2 separate regions of the Columba livia genome follow, and region 1 is linked to region 2. The links are chromatin contacts, called in public Hi-C maps. All regions are on one chromosome and are shown on one strand. The core of a region is the stretch at or near the end of the contact, and the rest is flanking DNA. Distances in the headings are between cores, read along the strand shown. Region 1 has its middle 34 kb from the start of MMADHC. Region 2 holds the start of RND3 (Rho family GTPase 3).

What was found. Hi-C and Micro-C count contacts between places; a contact is called where the count stands out from the background.
Region 1: a Hi-C map of liver shows a contact between it and region 2, with 2.4 times the contacts expected there. The contact joins the enhancer-like site here to the promoter of RND3 in region 2. A contact is called at or near these places in 2 of 2 Hi-C or Micro-C datasets (crop and liver).

What each region holds. Positions count from the first base shown.
Region 1 is chr7:2,217,543-2,224,195 of bColLiv1.pat.W.v2, reverse strand. No RefSeq gene overlaps it. Among named protein-coding and RNA genes, the nearest start is that of MMADHC, 34 kb to the left of the region's middle. Within about 2 kb of position 4,960, at least 1 of the 3 cell types and tissues checked has an H3K27ac peak away from gene starts, as active enhancers do.
Region 2 is chr7:2,133,962-2,141,339 of bColLiv1.pat.W.v2, reverse strand. It overlaps RND3 (Rho family GTPase 3), which reads right to left and starts at 4,891. Exons shown (of 5, transcript XM_005499113.3): 1 at 4,514-4,891; 2 at 4,325-4,412. The coding sequence starts at 4,666.

The sequences.
Region 1 (6,653 bases), core at 3,711-6,210, 83 kb before region 2:
CTGCCAAACATCTCCCAGCAGAATTCCTGTATCCCCACGCACCGTGAGGGTGCAATTCACGGGGGATTTAGTTTCTCAAGGGTGTTTTCTGTGCTTTGTAGAATTAAAATATCTGTTATTCACATCCCACCGCATGGTGTCTGTGCAGCGCTTCCTTGTGAACCAGGCTTGTGTGCTCCCCTCAGGCAGTGATAGGTGAGAAATTACACACGATATAATTTAATGTGCCAGTATAAATCACTCATTTGAAGAACGCCTGCACCTACAGAAGCACAACGTGCTTGTCCGGCCTTAATTACTGTGACAGGTGATGATTCTGCCACAGGAGCTGCTCAGTGTCATTAATGGCTCCAACAGCACCGCCTTTTTCAGCTATTCATTTTTCCAGCTGGTCCAGCCCTGGGTGGGTCCATTTGCACAAGCCAACGAGCTGCACCCTGCCAATTTTTTCATGTATGAAGTGAAATCACTTTGAAGGTGTCTAAAAGCTGCTGAGATGGGGTTTTCGAGGATGCCCCAAGAGACAGACATGTCCCAGGCATGGGTAATGCTCCATGAGCCTTAGGGTACTCTGGGGGAGCTCCCAGAGTCCACTGCATACCCAGATTTTCTTCCCTCCCATGCAACATGGCAATGCTCTGGTTTCAATCTCTCAGGAATATATTTTCTTCCCATTCTCACTAATATTTCTTTTGCTTCATTAGCTGCCTGTATGCTCACATCTCATTTACGTGCTGACCATGCAGACTCCCATCCTTTCCGGGAGATTACATCGCAACCTTATTTCAGATGATCTTTCAAAGATCCCAGTCATAATGTAGAAATTATGCATTAGACCCAGATATAACGTGAGAACAATTTGTTTTGTTTTGTTTTGTTTTTCCAGAGAGAAAACAGCTTTCAACAGACCGTTGAGTGATGCGAAAGATCTGCTTCCATCAAATTTTCTTTATTTTGCATGAAGTTCTAAGATAAGTTACCATTGACTTCTGTTTTCTTGGACAAATAATGTCTCCTTTCCCATCTGGAGTTTTTGCCTGTGAGCTGAGGTGTCCACCTTCCCTGGAGTGGGCTTTCTGGTGCTTGCATGTGCAACTCTGGCCAAGAAATCCCAGCCACAGACTCTTCTTTGCCCCCAAATTTCTACTCATAACTACCACTAACACTAATCCATGACAAATTCTTTGTTTTCTTCAGAAAGCCAGAAAGTCTGCTTGAAACTTCTCTGAGTGCATTGATTGCATTAGTAAATGCTTTCCCCGTGGCTGCCAGATAAAAAGCAAAGATAAGAAACAGATTCATCCTCAGTGCCTTAGACCCCAGCAGACTGTATCTAGAGCTGAAAGTTAAAATATTATGGCTTTTTTTCTCTTTGCAGTTTGCTGGGTGAGCGCCAGGGGCCCATCCCATGCTGCCCATTACCCACGTGCGTCCTGCACGATGGATGTGTTTTCTGCATTTTTTCATTTTTGCCGTCTTTGGCGGCGCTGGGCTCCCGGGAGGCAGCTGGAGCGGTGCTGGGGCGGTGGGAGGTGATGTACGGTGCCGGGGAATGCGTGACGCTATGTTAAGCGGAGGAGCTGTGGTCCCAGCACTCCGGGAACGCTTGGGGCTGACCTGCTCCCAACCAGACCCCATGACAGCAGCCACGCTCATGGAAACCCCACGGTGGGTAAAATGCAGTCTTTGCTGAGAAAACCACAGCAAACGGAGTAAAAACTATATTCCTGAAAGATGTGAGGGGCTCAATAAGTGTTGCCTAGAAAGATTTCTCTGTTATGACCTCAAATGGGGTTTTGGCGATGCTGCAACCACGATGCTGCAGCCTCATGTCAATTAATCAGCAGTTAATCAGGCGAGTGGGCCACACGTACTTCGCACAAGTTTTGAGGACAGGAATTCGCTTTGGCCATGTGCAAAGCAGGAGGGATCCAGCTGACACCAAGTTAGTCCCGATGGGCTCCCCAGCCCAGGGGTAATGGATGAGAGCCACCAGCAGCAAAGGGGCTTTACCCTGACCCAGTTAATACATGGGCTCAGCAAAACAGGCTTAATCCTGCCCATGCAGATGTGTCCCCTGCTGAAGAGCCTGGCTTGCTCTTCATATTTGCTACAGATGTTCTCCAAGGACATCAAATAAATGGGGAATGTTTGCTTCATTCTTGTGAGAGTAGAAGAACGTGCCAACTTAAACCTCTTTACAGGAAGAAATTTTTCCCGATAACCAACCTAAACCTCACCCGGAGCAACTTGAGGCCATTTCCTCTTGTCCTGTTGTTTGTTACTTGGGAGAAGAGACCGACACTCTCCATGCTACAACTTTCTTTCAGGTAGTTGGGTCATGCACCTTGTCTCTACCCCAACCCTGCTGTCACCCTGCAGTTTCCTCTCCAAAAACGTTTTCCCCTACTCTCCTCCTGCTCCCTCCCTGTGGTTGCTTCTCTTTGCATTTATTTTTTGGACCAGTGTTCCACTCGTGCGTTCTTTCTTCTTGTGATAAAAGCCTCAGGATGTTGATTTATTAATGCATCCAACTATTGTCTGTGTAATAGCCTAAGTTCAGAAAAAGATGACATAATTTGCTACCAGTGTCTTAGTAAGGATTACATCTGTACCAGCTTAGATGCAGCTATTTCAGTCTGCATTGTGTCATTCTTCTTCTTATATATGTATTTATACGTGCATGACTATAAAGGCATTGAGATAAAGACACATGGTCATGCAGGCATTAGTCACAAGCACAGCTCTGAAGCAATTCGTTCCAAGGTCAAGAATACATTGGTGCGCAACAGAACTGCAATGACATGTTTTAAGTAGCTATAAAAAATAAATATGATTCAAATCTACTGCTGTCTATGTCTGTTCCGTTTGTTCATGAACCAGTCGTCTAATTTGATTAAAGGTTTTAACAACAGAAAACTAAGGGTGATTTTCATAAAGGAGTTTTTTTTCTTGTTATGTACCATTTTCAGCTGTTTTTCCTTGTGTGGGCAGAAGAGGTATTGAAGAAGCTTTTGCCCCTTTGGGTAAATAAGGGAAGAACAAGGTCCCCCATCAGCACATGGGAAAGGTGCTGGTGGTGCCATAGAGCTCGTCCTGGTCACCAGCACAGTCTGTGCACGTTGTCACAGCAGAGATGAGTGACAGGGACATCCCTGTTCCTCCTGGTGATGCAGGGAGGATGCACCCCTGGGCCCCATTTACTTGGACTTCTGGATTTTTTGGGTACAAAACATTGCACAATCCCCTGTGATGCTTCTGGCCCTGGGTGCCAGGCGATGCTGTACGGAGCCTACATAAAGCAATTTCCTCTCTGGTAGCACCTTCCTGCAGCAGCTTCTCATTAGCAGCACTGAGAAGCTACAGCATCTTCCCTGCCCTTGCAAACTGCTATGCAAATAATGCTTGCTGACAGCCTAAATACATTCATTTTGGTGTCGCACTAATTGATTTTAGCTCATTAGGAGTGATTTCACCCTAATTTGATAAGGAAGTGTGAAACTATTTTTTTCCCAACAGCAGGTTTGTTATTTGTTGAGGTATTAAGAAAGTGTTAATTAGACACAGCTCTTCTGTCATGTTGATGGTTTGGGGAGTAGTCACCGTACAGAGCAAATAGGCTCTGAGACAACTGCGCCTGTTGCTCGATGCCGTTTGTCAAATTAAGTTAATTACATTAACGCGAGTGGCATGTGGCACATATGGATGTGTGTCAAAGGCAGCAGCGTGCCCCGTTGGCTCTATTTTACATAGATTTCTTAAGCAAGAGGCACAGAAGCCAGTGATACCTGTCACAATGAGATGAATATTGAGCATTCTTTGAGTGAGTTCTTCTTCCTTAGACATTGTCCGTTGTCCCGTTGTGTACAGAGAGACTGAAACCTCACTGCAGAACTGATCCTATGCTAAACACAGCCTAACATTTGATTCTTCAGGCTATACGCTCAGGAGAAACTTTCCCCTGCATTTATTTTCCAGGGGCACAGGGGTTTTGGGGTCCAAGATCCTGCTGTAAAAGAAGGTTTTATTTGATGGACCAATTGTTTGCATGGGCATAGCAAACCTCATGGTCTGGGGGCAACTAGCTGTCCAAAAAATGTCTCTATTTTCCACTGAAATGGCAAAACGGTGGCTTAGTGTCTCTGGGATGCATTGTCCCAAGTGTTTCTAAGGACCTGGATCCAGAGCTCTTTGAATGTCTGTAAATCTGGATACTTCAGAAACTGTTTTCATTGTATTTGAAATAAAGCCAAATATTCTCAGACTTACACGGGCAATGAAAGTTTTTAAAATAAAATTTTGAAAGCATTGTTTTCTTTCCATAAAGAAAACTTCCCAAATATACATATAGAGAGAGGCAGAAAATGTCATTGACGTTTTTTTTCATGAAAAACTATTACTGTATGTGGGGAAAAGAAAAATCAACAGTGAAAAATGGGGCATAGCTTGGGTGCTTGCAAAGGACCTGTGGCTCATAGGGGCTATAAGGCAGAGGCATTTTCATACGAACTGTAAAAATAAGCCAAGGCTGTGGTCCTGTGACACTCAGCTGGTTTGGGCAGGCACACATGGGGGTGTTTTAAGCTCTCCTGAATCAGAATGAAATACTTACCATGAATATACGCTTGTGCTGTTTTCAAGAAATGACACAACTTAATGATGAGGCTGGGAATGTAGATTGCTCACAGATGGCAACTGGAGCCAGGAGTGGTGGCGGGACGTGGACTAATCAAGGGAAGAAAACAAAGGGAAAAAAGGCAATAGCTTCATAAAGTTGAGTTAAAGGTAATTGTTGTGAGAGCAGTAGAGAAATCGTGGGTTTCTGGTCTGCTTTCCACCACCGGCTCTCTGGAGGTTGCTCTCGTCATGGTTGGTTGATGCTGTGGGGTTGGTTTCTGTCCCACCACCCCAGGGACTGGTGGGTCACCGTGGGGGAGCTGTCAGGCTCCTTGTCTGAGCCCCACTCTGAAAAGGGCCAGTTCCAGATGGGGAAGGGTGAACCAGAACAGAGATGGTGGGATAAAGCCCTGACATCTCTGTGGGCATCAGCCACTGCATGGTCTTACCATGCTAACTTGATGCTGACTTACCCCTTGGCCAAACAACAGTCTGGAATAAACCTATTTCTGTATGTTATATTCTATTTAAAAACTAATTTTCTACTTTAGACGTTTCCCATTTCCTTTTTTTCCTTTGTTATCTGTGTTTTTTTAAAGTCTTACTGAACTTAGTCTGGATTTAGGTACAAGAATAAATGGAAGGATCCATCTCTCCTGGCAAAGTACCTTGTCCCAGCCCATGGCCTGATCCACACTGGACCATAAATACGCCTCGCAGGAACGTGCTGTAGCTAACTAAGTGTGACAGCTTGTGCAGCGACCCCAGACATCTCCCCTAACAAGTTTATTTGTTCTTTTTTTTCTTCCTATAGTTTTTGTTACAGCAAATGCAGAGGAACTGAAAGCCACAGATGGTTTGAGATTCAGATCTTAGTTTTGGGCAGGAGTGCCTGGATTGAGTTTTCTCTTTTGGTTGCTTACAGGCGTGGGCTCCAACTCAAGAAAAATGAAGTTTCACTCATTTTGTGCCAGGAGGCTGAATCAGGTGTGGGCTGTGGCCTCTCACAACATGACAGTATGAGCAGAGAGGTGCAAATAATGCCCCAAAATGTGCACAGAGACTGTGTGTTCAAACAAACTGCATTTCAAAGCCGACCACTTGCACTACTAGCAGAGGATTCTTGCTTTTTGGTCCTCGCTGTTACCACTCTGGTTTTTAATCTCTTCTAGCATTGAGGTTATATTTGGCTGAGAGCAAAACAACAGGTATATTTGTATGATTATTTCTTTTAGCTTGATGAAATGCATCCGCTGTCAAAATGAATGTGATTGGTCAAATTATCACATCTCCACATTAAAGTGGGTAGCATTAAACGATGTATTTTTTCCCAGCATTTCCAGTCCTAAACTTTCTGGCACGCTTTGTAAGCTGCTGTATTCTCTTGTGGGAGCAATTATTTCTACCTATGGAAAAGGCAGACGCATTGCTCTAAGCCTCTATTTTCCAGGCTAAAAATCTGGTTTTTGCAATCTAGCCTGTGAGCACTAACAGTAATAACAATAATTGTGCAACACCGTCAACACCCTCCTTCAGTTCTGCCTTCTACCAGACTCCAGAAATAGTGGTTTCTTAATCAAATTTCATGTAAATTACCTTATTTATTGTGTCTAAAACAATTTTAATGAAATGCATTAGAAAAAAAAAACCCACATTTGCAGCAATAGCCAATGAAGTCTCAATTTTCAGTAGGAGCACATGGAGCAGGTAAGAGCTCAGACTCCATCAACCACAACCCAGCAGCAGGGCAGACTCAGCTTGTACTAGCACGCTCTGAGTCAGTCTGTACTGCAAAACAGCCACGAATGGATAAATTTAGCTTTTTCTTTTTATTTTTTTTTTGTAGTACACTATAGCATAGCTGAAAATATTTGCAAGTAAATATTTTGCAAAGTATTTTCCAAGTGTATATGCTCAACAAAGAACATTGCTAAGCATCCAAGAATGTTGCTTTCTGGGTTGAATTCATCTTTCTGTTGCTGTTGCAGTGGCAGGACAGCTTTGGCACTGCAAGTCTCCAGGACATTTTTGGGGAA
Region 2 (7,378 bases), core at 3,642-6,141:
CTTTTAATTTCAAACCATAACCCCTTGTCCTATGCAACAGGCCCTGCTCAAAAGTCAGTCCCCATCTTTCTTCTAGGCCCCTTTTAAGTACAGAAAGGCTGCAGTAAGGTCAACAAGTTAACACTACAAAATCAGGGCGAGCTGATGTCCTGTTTGTCTGCAAGACCCAAAGCCACAACCACCACCACCACCAGTTGAAACCAGTAGGTTCATCCCCATGCTCCAACACCAGAGCAGAACCTGGGCAGCTCCTGCTCGCCCGCAGGCCCCGAGGGAGTCGGTGCTCAGTTACAGGCAAGATTTTCCTATTTCCACACCGCCAAGCAGCCATCAGGCATTAGTCTTTGTAGCCTTTTGGACTCCAGTCAACTGAAAGAACGAGAGATGAACAGCAGCATTCTTGCTCCCAAAGCCTTGGGCTCACTAATTATCGGCTACAGAAAACACATCAAATACTGCCGCGGCTGCTCCACGTCGGTGATTCACTGCCCATGGCTTCCCAAACCCACCGTGGCTGCTTTGGAGAAAGCACAGCTGATTTTGTACACTGAATATCCTAGAACACATCTCCAAGCACATGAATATCACAATATTCCGAGTATTTTGTGCGTTTACATTTCCGTATGTCAAACAGCAAACAGGACTTGGGTAGGTGGCTTGGCATTCCCAGTTATCAATTCTAATTTTTTCCCTCTAAAGGGGAAAAAAAGCCCCAAACCTATAAAGACTAGTTGCTATTACACTGTAATGTGTACTAGCTCAACATGGCTCAACATAGCCAACTTGCAAATGAAATTTGACATTTCCTTTACAAAGCTGACTGCCAGAGAGGCCAGGAAAATAGTACCTTTAAATCCTGTATGTTTCAGATAACTTCTGAAAGATTGCAGCAAAAAGCTTTAAAATTAGTATTCTGTTTCTATAAAGACACTGAATGCACTGAGCGCGTTCATATCACAGTAAAGCTAAGCTGATGTAAAGCTCTGAGGCCCTTCTGGATTTAATTATATGCTAATGCTTGGCAGTGCATAAGTATTTCTGGCCCTGCTGAGAATTATTTTATGGGAGTATCCAGTACAGCTTCTACAGTTCAAACAATAAAAAACCCAAAATATGTTTTCTGTCTAATTAAGAGTATGTGATTTCTGTGTCACAGCTGCTGTTGTACTAGCAAGAAATAGAAGTATCAAAGTAGTCACTTTTCATGGAAGAAGCTAAAACCTTGGAAAATTCACATTAAAACCATGCCTATGGTAGACAAAGGTGTCTGATACACAAGGATTCTCCACCGTGTCCATGAGACTACACACGAGATGAAGCTTGAGCCTGAAGAAAGCTTTTTAAAATGCTCTACCTAGCAAAATAAGCACATGGCTCCCAAACAGCTCAAGACTGCCATGCTCTGTTACCACACAGTGGAATAATTTATGGTGTACTTAGATTGCAACCAGACATTCCTGCTTTGAAAGAAGGGTTGGTAGTCCAAAAACCAATTGAAATTCAACTTGGCAAGTGCCTTCCTTAATGCTGTGGCTAATTTAAATCCTTATGATGACTTGCAGAACAAGACAGTACCAGAAAATATTTGAATAATGAATCGTCCCATTCCACTCTTACTTGTAATAAAGTTTTGCCCCATATTTCTATTGACATATCCAAGATATAACAACATCTTCCCAAAAAAATTTACAGCTAGCTTTAAAATGTTCTAGCAATTGCGTGACTCTCTACTTTTTTACTTAAGAGTCCTCTAGTAAAAAGCACAGCATTATTATTATTATTATTATTGGATTGTAGACCAAAACCATGACAGCAGGGCCTGCTCCCACCCTCCCACAAGACTGTTTTAACCAATGCCTACAGCTTTTCTCATTTTCTCAATGAGAAAAATAAATAGTCAAAGGTGGCAGGACCTTCCTTCCAAAGGATTCAATGCAAAAATGACATTTACTGAAACTCAAGTTAGGGACTAATTTGCAAGGCAGCCTGTTGCATGCTCCCATTAGAAAATAGTTAAAGATAGACATTAAATAGTGATCAAGTCATCTCGAAAGTATTTGCAGTACACTGCAATCAAATTCAGTGGAATAACTTCCTTCCCTCTTCCCCCAATAGACGCTGAAGTACTTCAAATCGCTCGAGCCATTAACCTCCCCCGTGTTGCAATGGACATTATCTTCCATCAGTACTCTGCAGTTCATCAGTCATATTTTTAAGTTAACTAGATCTAGTCCTGCTTTAAAAATAACATTAAGATTCTAATTCTAATTCAGCAGAGGATGAGGACAAAGACTTGTCAAAAATAAATTACCAAGAATTTAAGACAATGCTAAACCACTATCTTATCTTCTGATGTCCCTTATCTGGTGATGTGATTTTGCAGGGGGTTAATGGGTTTGGGCAGGGTTTCTCCTTGAGAAGGGCTGTTTACAGAGAGACAATTCTGCATCCGCAGAGTCCCACAACCAGAGCTCGGCAATACTTAATAAAACCAGCCATGGGATCTTTCCAACATTTCCTCTCCAGTTTCAGATTGCAGACCCATAAGCCACTTGATCTTAAAACTTCTGAATCAGTCAAATTTTCTATGAGTTCCAGGACAGGCCCGAAAGGACGACATCCACACACAAAGGCTGGCAGGTGTTTCTTCCACCGCTTTTATCTTCTGAAGTGCTACGGAATATTTCATTACATGGGTGTCTCCGGCCTTTGACATCTAGATTCCAAACCTACCCACGTCAAGCATCTTAACCTGCGAGCGTGTTGTATATTAATAGCTAAAGTTTTCCCAAATAATTTCACTATTAATTTTTAATAAGCCTTTACTCCATAGAGTTCGTTACAGCCAGCTTAGTAATCAGGATGAAAGCTCAAACCAGACACACTCTGGAAGTCTGCAAGTCTTACTTGGCATGAGATGAAGACAAAAAATCAGTCCAGAGCTAGGCTGATACTGGTTGTGGGTAGGAGACTGCCTTTTCCCAGTAATCATGTTGCAAGAATTTGGAATCATTTCCTCAACAGCAAGAGGAAAGCCAACTCACCGCCTAAACTCCTTTTTAAAAAAGGAATTAACATTTTAGTTTCTGGTAAAAGCACTGCTTTCATATTTAGAAGGAACTGCTGACTCTAAATTGAACATTAACAAGCTATCTACACAATCTGCCTGAAAGAGAGAGGGCTTGCACACTCTGGCAACTTCTTGCAGCTTTTTTCCCCAATTGCTTCTGTAGAGTTTATGTTGATCCACGCCTGTGTTAATGGTTCACAGTGTCATTCACCCCAACCACCGCTCAGTTATTGCACTGAGGGGGCAAGTTCAGGGGTAAAGCCTCACTACCTTGGCAGCAAACTTAGTCCAGCTCCTAATGACAGCAGGATCTAGAGATAGTCCTGGCCTAAGATGAGATCTAAGACAGCCAAGCACCAAGAAGCCCGACCTTAGAGACACGTGAGCCAGGGTTTTTGACAAAGGCACAGCTGGAAGAGCGATGAGGACTCTCAGCACTGCTCGTGGTATCTAAGAGGACGGTTCGCTCTGCAACCTCAGAGGGCCAGAGATGCCTACACCTCCCTAGGCTTTCCTGGGTTTAAAGACTTCTCAAAACCAAGGGAAAAAGTACTGCATTTCAGTAAAAAAATAGCAAATCCAAAACGGGCATTAAGGACATTTTTACACTGAGGGTGGTGAGAGCCTGGCCCAGGTTGGCCAGAGAGGTGGTGGATGAACCACCCCTGGAGACATCCCAGGCCAGGCTGGACGGGGCTCTGAGCAACCTGAGCTGGTGAGGATGTCCCTGCTCATGGCAGGGGGAGTACTGGGGGAACTGCGAAGGGCCCTTCCAACCCAAACTCTTCTATCAGGCTACGAGGAACTCAAATTGGGCTGATCTAATTTACCACTATCACATATAAACACGCCTTCGCTCTCCTGCTGGGCACAGCGAGGTTCACCAGCGGCAGAGGTGACCCTGGAGAAGCTCTTCCCACCGCCGGGCAGGTAAGGACCCATAGCCCTGCCCCGCCTTTCCCCGCAAATGCTGACAAATAGCTTCGTGGAGGTTTGTCCACACCCTTTCACTCCCCAAAAGTCAAGTATATCTCTCAAGCAGATCTCAGATTAAAAAATAAATAAATAAAAACCTAAATAAAGAATACAAACAGAAAACCAAACGCAGAGGCAGCCGCTCATCTGGCCCATCTACCGCTCGCATGGGGAGCCGGGCAGCCCCACCAGGACGCGGCGGTGAGGGGCTGCGGGGCCGCTCCCCCCGCGACCGGCGTGGCTGCCGCTCCTCCGCGACCCCCCCGGGGCAGCGCTCACCCGAGGTGTCCCAGAGGCTGAGCTCGATGCGCTGCGTGTCGATCTCGAAGCTGGCCGTGTAGTTCTCGAAGACGGTGGGGACGTAGCTCTGCCGGGAGAAGAGCGCACGGTCAGACCGAGCCCAGCGCCGCCTCCGCCGCGGTCCTAATCCCGACCCCAGTCCTAGCCCCGACCCCGGTCCCAGCTCACCTCGGGGAAGCAGTCCTTGGCGAAGACGTGGAGCAGCGCGGTTTTCCCGCACTGGCTGTCCCCCACCACTACGATCTTGCACTTGACGTTCTGGTTGGGATCCATCACCGCCGCCTTGTTCGATAACTTCTGGCTGGCTCTTCTTTCCTTCATTGATCTCGGCTGTACTGTAGTCCCTCGGGCCGGCCACAACAAAAGGTAAGAAAAAAAAAAAAAAGAAAAAAAATAAAAGCACACCACACTAGGCTCCCTCAAAAAAAAAAAAATAGGGACTTAAAAAAAGAGAAAAAGAAAAGAAAAACAAAACCCCAGCCAGGTGGCAGTGCTGCGGGACTCCCTCCCTCCCCGCCGGTCCCGCGCAGACTGCTTTGTCCCCCCCGCCGCCGCTCTTATTTATAGCCTCGCACCCGCCAATCACCGCCCGCCGCCGCCGCGGGGCCCGCCCCCTCGCCGCGTGCTGCCGGCGCGCCGCCGCGGAGCAGTGCGCCCCCTAGGGGAGCTGCGCGACTCCGCAGCCCCGAGCGGAGGCGTTTTTTTGGGGGGGGGGGGGGACGGGACGGGGGGGAGCTCGGTGCCACCGCTCGCCCGCCCCCCCGCGGGAGCCCCTCTGCCCTGCCCTCTCCACCAGGCTCCGACCTATCCGGAGTATCGGCCTGAACAAGTGTGATGGGAGCGGCTGAGAGACCTGGGGGGTTCAGCTGGAGAACAGGAGCTGAGAGGAGACCTTCTGATCTCTGAACTGCCTGAAAGGAGCTTGGAGCCGGGGGGGTCGGGCTCTGCTCCCCAGGAACAAGCGCCAGGAGCAGAGAAAACGGCCTCAAGTTGCGCCAGGGGAGGTTGGATTTAGGAACAATTTCTTCCCCAAAGGGCTGTGGGGCATTGGAACAGGCTGCCCAGGGCAGTGCTGGAGTCACCATCCCTGGAGGGTTGGACAGACGGAGATGAGGTTCTCAGGGACATGGGGCAGTGCCAGGGGTGGGTTATGCTTGCACTTGCTGATTTTAAAGGTTGTTTCCAACCAGTGATTCTATGACCCTAACAGCACCACAGAACCGGCTCAGCTGGGTGGTCATAGTGACTGTGGGAAAAAGGGTTTTTCGCTCCAAACCTGATCACAAAGAGTGTGTCACAATCTCAGAAAACATCCCCACCATTAACTCCCTCCTTTTTTAGCTTCCTGGACACAAAATCAAGCCAAACTGGGTAACAGCTTACATTCACCAGCAGCCTGAACACTGCTCTGACTGAAACAGCGACTCTATGACAGCGCGGGGTAAATCTCTCCTGTAGCGACAGCCCCAAACAAGGGATGGATTGTGAGCAGTTTGTAGCAGGTTCCTCCGCCAAGTGCTCCTCTCCTCGTCCATATGGCTCAGCGTGGCAGACAGACAAACACCCTCGTAAGGGGCTGCTGGCCAGCGGGAGGGCTGCCGCAGAGCCCCATTGCCCTCCTTGCTTACGCCTCGCGTACCAGCTTTGCCCAGCGCAACCAAAAACGGGTGGACTTTGTGAAGATGGGATGTTGTCCTTATCTCTTCAGTGAGTCACCCAGTTCTGCGCTGAAACGGGAGTGATTAATAATATTTTACAACATCCTGTAACAGAAAAGCGCTGCTATCTCGTGCATGTTTGACCATAGGGAGGTACTCTGGTGATACAGACAAGAGAATCCCAAGCATGACATTTCAAGATTCGGGGCTAATATTTTTGATGTTGTTCCAATGTGTCACATCTTCAGCTGGTCCAATTACTCAGCTCTAATGAATTTTCCAAAGAATGTAAGCCTTGGTTGCTGCTTGGAAATCATGAGCAAAACACTAAAATTTGCAGTGTGTGTGTTATTTTTAAGGCCTTGCTGAAAAGTTGGAGCAGACAGCTTTTCTGTCTCAGCTCCTTTGCAGTCCCCATCCATCCATGCTGTCCACCAACACGGCTTCAGCTCTTTGGACGTGTGGCAGAATGGGAGAACAGTGAATAAGCACTGAAGAAACGTTGCTCACAGCAAGTCGGGTTTCTCTCTTCAGCTGTGTATAGTTGAACAGCAGATAAGTCTGGAAAAACACCAGTTGCATAAATGCTCTTATGTCTTCTCCAGAGTGCAGAAAATCCTATTTCTTCATTCCACTCCACACGGAAACACGTGGCAGCTTCACGGGCAGATGCAGGTGGGACAAAGCTCTGGAGGTTGCAGCTCTCTGTTCTTTGTGAGTCCAACATACCAACTGAGACATATCTGTGGAATATAAGCAGAGAAGAAAATGAAGCTGAAAGAGCTTCTTTGTTAATCCTGAATGAGAGCTGGGGATGAACATCTGCTCCCTATCAGCTCATCGCTCACCTCCGTACAGATGGACACAAGATGCACCAAAGCCGGCGCTGATGCCGCCCGTTCCATGGTGGTGTCTCGGCTTGGCCGGGACTGAGGGTGCCCAGAGAAGGAATTGTTGCTCCTGGACACTGCTCAGCGGGGCTGGGGGAGCCGTGTCCCTCGCACAGCTCACAGGAAAATTCACCTGCACCCAGCTATGTTAGGAATGTGGAAACTTCAGCGCGCACAGAAACATTTACTCATCGTGACCACAGAGCTCCCATCGGCACGCTTCCCCGTGAAGTCACGTTTACCTGCTTTGTTTGCTCTTCTGCTCTGGCGGCTGCCAGCTGAACCCTGGGGATTTCGGGGTGCCCTGCGGTGTTTCGGGCACTTGTGACAATCTATAAGCTACAAGTCACCCCCGCCTGCTCCTAAACCTCCTGCTTGTTGTCATTCCTCAGGGAAGCTGTTCCAGATATGCTAATCCCCGTAAAACTATTATTCATGTCATACTCTCAAGTTTAATGCCTTTTCCCATATCTTGATAATGAGGG